2 separate regions of the Bombyx mori genome follow, and region 2 is linked to region 1. A link is a contact called in public Hi-C data. All regions are on one chromosome and are shown on one strand. The core of a region is the stretch at or near the end of the contact, and the rest is flanking DNA. Distances in the headings are between cores, read along the strand shown. Region 1 overlaps LOC101742265 (cytospin-A). Region 2 overlaps LOC101744517 (eukaryotic translation initiation factor 3 subunit A).

Evidence for each region. Hi-C and Micro-C count contacts between places; a contact is called where the count stands out from the background.
Region 2: a contact with region 1 is called in a Hi-C map of whole pupa, with 2.4 times the contacts expected there. The contact joins two enhancer-like sites. A contact is called at or near these places in 2 of 7 Hi-C or Micro-C datasets (middle silk gland and whole pupa).

What each region holds. Positions count from the first base shown.
Region 1 is chr16:3,452,365-3,455,064 of ASM3026992v2, forward strand. LOC101742265 (cytospin-A) reads right to left here. Exons shown (of 25, transcript XM_038016558.2): 24 at 1,284-1,440; 25 at 1-434. The coding sequence ends at 345. Among protein-coding and RNA genes, the nearest start is that of LOC101744641, 19 kb to the left of the region's middle. Within about 2 kb of position 1,352, at least 4 of the 8 cell types and tissues checked have open chromatin away from gene starts, as enhancers often do.
Region 2 is chr16:3,660,370-3,663,069 of ASM3026992v2, forward strand. LOC101744517 (eukaryotic translation initiation factor 3 subunit A) reads right to left here. Exons shown (of 23, transcript XM_004928885.4): 23 at 2,302-2,700. Among protein-coding and RNA genes, the nearest start is that of LOC105842064, 8.1 kb to the left of the region's middle. Within about 2 kb of position 1,427, at least 7 of the 8 cell types and tissues checked have open chromatin away from gene starts, as enhancers often do.

The DNA of each region.
Region 1 (2,700 bases), core at 102-2,601:
AATATCATACTATAATAATAATATACTTAATTAATAATATTTTGGTCCTTATGTAGAATTAAATCGTGATAAATTGGCTTTTAACTGTATTTATACCGTACGTACCGATTCGATAATTGTTTTTTGGAAATTTACGTTTTAAATCAGAACTATTCGTTTACACAAAAGCATGATTATATAAAAAAAGGCTTTTTTTTTAATATTCTTGGTCCGTTAACGTATAACACCGTCCAGTGTGACGTCGAAACAGCAACTGTTCTATGAGCGAAAGCGTATAAACGCATCGATTGAGAGCGTGATCAATGCGTCCCAACATTATCCACACGTATTTGAATTAAAAACGTTTAAGTCTCGAAATGTTTATAAATACTGGTGACGTACGCCATGACCTGCTGCCAATCGGGACGCTCCTGGTGGATCATGTCCTGAATATTCTGTCAAAGAAAGAAAATGTCATCATCTAACTATACTGAGATCTTAGAACTTATATCTCAAGGTGCGTGGCGCATTTACGTTGTAGATGTCTATGGGCTCCAGTAACCACTTAACGCCAGGTGGACTGTGAGCTCGTCCAACCATCTAAGCAATAAAATAAAAAACATTATCATCATCATCATCATGTGATATTGGTGGATCATGTACTGAATATTACGCCAAAAAAAAAGAAAATGTACTTGACAAATTTTCGTCGGCTTTTTGGGAGTCGTAGATTAAAACTACTTATAAGGTTTAACCCTTTGATTGCTATTTTGGTCACAGGTACCCTACGTGACGCACTGAAGTAATAAAGACAATTTCTGTTACTAAAACGCCGGGATATATAGTAGACTTTGGGAAAGACGAATCCGTACATACTGAGATTTAATCTATTTCTAAGAGACCTAAAATACTGAAACATACATTAACCCTTTGAAGCGCTTTGTTGATTTTGCTTATATTTGCTTAGACTTTGTTCTTTGTTTATCCATGTTTAAGTAAACTAAATTTTAAGCATTCTTTCATCTAGATCGGCAATACACATTTTGTCTTTGTGTCTTCTTTTAATTGAACTAAATTCTAAGCATTCTTTAATCTAAGATTGAAAATTTGAATTTTTTTTTTAAGTCTTGTTTTAACTGAACTGAATTCTAAGCACTCTTTCATTTGAGATTGGCAATTGGTAATTTTTCTTTGAGTCTTAATGAGAAGGAAAAGAAATTCCTTTAACCTAAAATTTAAAATTGGACAGTTTTCTTTGGGTCTTGATGAGAAGCAAAATAAATCCGAATGCACCGTGTACGTACCAGCGTGGTCGGGATGCCCACGGACTCCGCAGCTGCGAAGGCCACTGAGAAGTTGGTCCTCTTATCGTGCGGCGACAGCGTGGAGTACGGCACGCGGCCCTCGCCCAGGTACGAGTGCAGCAGCGCGCACAACGCCAGCCCATCGTTCCACGACGAGCTGTGCGGGGCACGACACGGAACTATCAATATCACGCACGATCATCCGACACCAATACTAGATTCCCTACATCAGGAGTGGCCAACTTGATTAGAACCAAGATCTACTGTCTAGTGACGAAACACTCCACTCCACCATTTCTTTTAACGTATATTTTTATAGTTCCGTGTTTCAAAAATGTTTACTAATGTTTTACAAGACAAGATGATATTTTGTTTTCCTACCTAAGGTGATGGTCTTGAGAGCCCATTTCACCGTTGCCTTAACTAGTAGGTGAGCTCAAGAGGCTCAAGCCTGACAACGTTGCTAGCTCTAACCCTAGCAATAGCAGTGGATCGCAGAATCTACCAGCGGATCAGAAACGCGACCTACTAAGAAGATCCGGCGAGAAGCTCAGTGGGCTGTGTCTGCGGGTTCATTTACTCGCCAAGCCTTCGTCGCAAGCGACGGGTTCGAAGAGAACGCTGACCGACGCTTGAGGTACCTAAAAGCACCGTTAATAGATCGGGAGGATCCGAAATGACGTATTTAGGGCGATGCCAACTGTTTACCATTCGGCCTGCAGAATCGGGAATGGTGATAAGTAAGATTTCGTTTCTGAATTAAGAATAGCCGAGGAATCAGAAGAGGGCGGTTGTTGACGACTCTAGCGCCCTCTAATAAACGCTCAGTCGAAACAATATAGCCATAAATGTAACGGGTGTAAAGCCGCTTCTAAAGGTAGGACAAAAGAACGTGTTCGAGTTGCGCGAGCGTCAACTGTGCATTGAAACAACGCCATCTAGTGACGATGGTGGAAAACACAAAGTTCGAAAAATTCCGTTCCCGCTACTATTGACCAATCGTCATCGATCTTCATCAGACGGTATTACGCGTCATGTCTTGTTTGAAACATTTTTAAATGTGAAACGTTTAATTTTGCTTTGCCCCAACCTTTAACTTTGCCCCAAACTTTATTCGAGAGATAGGTAACCCTACGTAAATGCAATCGAGAAGTTGTCACACACTTTTTGACGATGAATAATCGAATAATCGGATCGAAGATGATAAATTCGCAACAGGGACACTTGTGAATTTGTTCACGATCGCAGGCCGAGCCTTAAAGGTCAATAAAAATAATTTCCTTATGTACTTTAACATAAGAGACAAAATATTAATTCATAATTACAGTAAAATTTGTACGTAAGATTAAATTTTTCAATTTAATACAATGCATGAAAATTAATAACATTATCAATTCTAGTCCGTTAATACAAACAC
Region 2 (2,700 bases), core at 177-2,676, 210 kb after region 1:
ATCCAGCCTAATAATAGATGGCGCCAACAACATCATTGCATAACAATTACAATACTTAATTAAATTATTAGTACTGTTAATTATAATATAAATTATTATTAATGTTTATGCTTTATTCATATTTAATCATTTATACAGTCATTTGTGTTTTTAAACAATAATCTAAACATTAAACATATTCTGAACATTTTCACATCAAAACAGTGTCTGCTAATTATTAAATATGGTAGAATAACAGTTTTGTTGCTAATAATAAATAAATATTAACATAGAATAAACTAAACTATATATGATTATGTTAATTATTGCCAACAGTGGGCGTTTGCGCCCATATATACGAAAGCAGCACCACTATGCTAAAAAAAAGTGCAAATCATCGCTGGTCCAAAAAGAAATGCAAGTTGAAAAACAACACATAACAACCTTGAGCTTGACCTGCATAATAATATGATTTTCTGCTGTTATTAGTACTGCAAAAACAAACAAACAAAAACAAACTAAATAACAAATGGGGCACCAAATACCTAAGAGTTATAACGAAGATATCGACAAATTAAACTGGCAAATCAAATTGTGTCTCACCAAAAGTTTTCAATCTAATCTTAATGACGGCCACTGACATGCGCGTACAATGTACGAATATTTGCGCGCATGTGAAGGGCCGTCAAACATTCATTCGCAAACCTAGCGGCTGTGCAAATGGGTTCGCATACTCAATTTGCGAACCCGTTTGCGCTTCCTCCTACACTTGTTTACGAATGTCTCACGAATTTCTCCTCCTTTTTAATTCGTCAATAGAACATTGAAAAGAAAAAGAGTCTTGAATTCTTTCCCAGACATCATTAACAGCCATGCTGTTTTTATGGGATTTCTTTTCACGAAGATACGCTACACAGTAGATGTCACGAATTATGAAAATGGCGATACGTCCGTTACCTTCGCAATCGTCGGCGCAACTGGGCAAACGAATGTGTGGGAGGCTACGCGAAGGTTCGCGGTTCGCGCGCTTTGATGTCTGTTAAAAAACCGACACAGCTTGGAAAACCACGAATGCAGCGAAAACTTTGCATAATCATTTGCAAATGTCGTCCCACACTTGCGGGTTTGCGTATTCGTGCGCATGTGAGTGACCGGTGTAACACCGGCACCAAACGTTGGCCCCAGCATTGCTACCAACGTTAAGCGGTTAAATTGGTCAAGTGTCCACACGTTGGCGGTTATACTAGATCCTTTCCATTAGAGCCAACATGAAGATGCGCGATACCGAAATTGAAATTGCTCTAAGCGCTTTTGCAGTACTGAGTACGTATAAATTATATTTGTTATTGAAAAAAAAGAAAAAGCCACGTCAATGATGGTGGATGACATCGCGGCATGTACACTCGACGCGTGTTGCAACAAGACTAAGCAAAGCCCCAACATATGGATGCATCGCGAACGCTGGCACAGATTCCTTTGATAAAACCTACACTCGACGGCCAACTACCAACGATCGTTCCAACGTTGGGGCCAATGCTATTTTCTAGATCCACACGTTGGTCGCGTGGCGTTGGGGCCTACGTTGGGGCAACGTGTAGAGCCGTCGTAAAACGTAAAGCTACCGTAGATTTTTGGTGTTTGGTTTGAAATATATTAACGGTTTTTATTACTTTCATTATAATGAAAATGTAGACTTGTACATGCATATTTTATGTTTAAATAAAAATACTAACCCAGTAGGTAGAACATGACTCAGTAGTTGGCTCAATATTTTTTTTATACTTAAGTCTTCCATGACGGAGGATGAGCAGCGTAGCATAAAATCAAACCCGCAAAAATATTACAGATAGCAGGGGTTGTTTTGTGACTTTTTTCCTACCTATGCTGATAGCCTTGAGAGGCTATTTCAGCTTCGCCCTAACATGTAGGTGAGCTCACGGAGCTCAAGCCGGAGTGTTGCTAACACTGGCCCTAGCAAGAGCAGTGCTTCGCAGAATCTACCACCGGATCGGAAACGCGACCCACTGAGAAGATCCGGCGAGAAACTCAATGGGCTGTTTTGTGACCGTGTCATCACAAATTTTATATTGCAGTTTGTGACAAGATAAATGACCAAATCGGAGACTCGCCAGTCAAATATTAAGTGTATTATTATCTATGGCAGCCAGTCTTAAATATTAAGTGTATTATCTATGGTCGTCTGTCCAACCGAATGCTGTATTCGAATTCCTAAATATTTAAAAGATTAAAATAGTTTAAAGCCGATTGGGGGCAGTTTACACTCTATACATACATGTATTTCGTGAAATAATACACTTTCGATACATACCATAGTTTATTGAATGTTAATGACACTAAATAAAGCATACAAAAGGCATTATTAGTTACGTAGAAAACAATACGAATTGCGATAACTCAGTTTTGTGACAATTTATGAAAAAAAAAAGTATACAGGCAGGGCGTTTATTCAAAAAAGAAAAAAAAACGGCTATGGAAATATCCCAATAGATATTATATACATAGACGGACGAACACAATATGCCTTTCCGAAATAAGCAAGTATATATATATATGACCCCTTGTACCGTTAAAGAATAAAATATTTATTGAATACAAAAGAAAAACAAAGTAAGATAATTACGACGCATTAATTTAATTTACATTACTGTGTACACACAAGACGGTTTTTATAACATGGCAACACTTTTATTGTAACACACT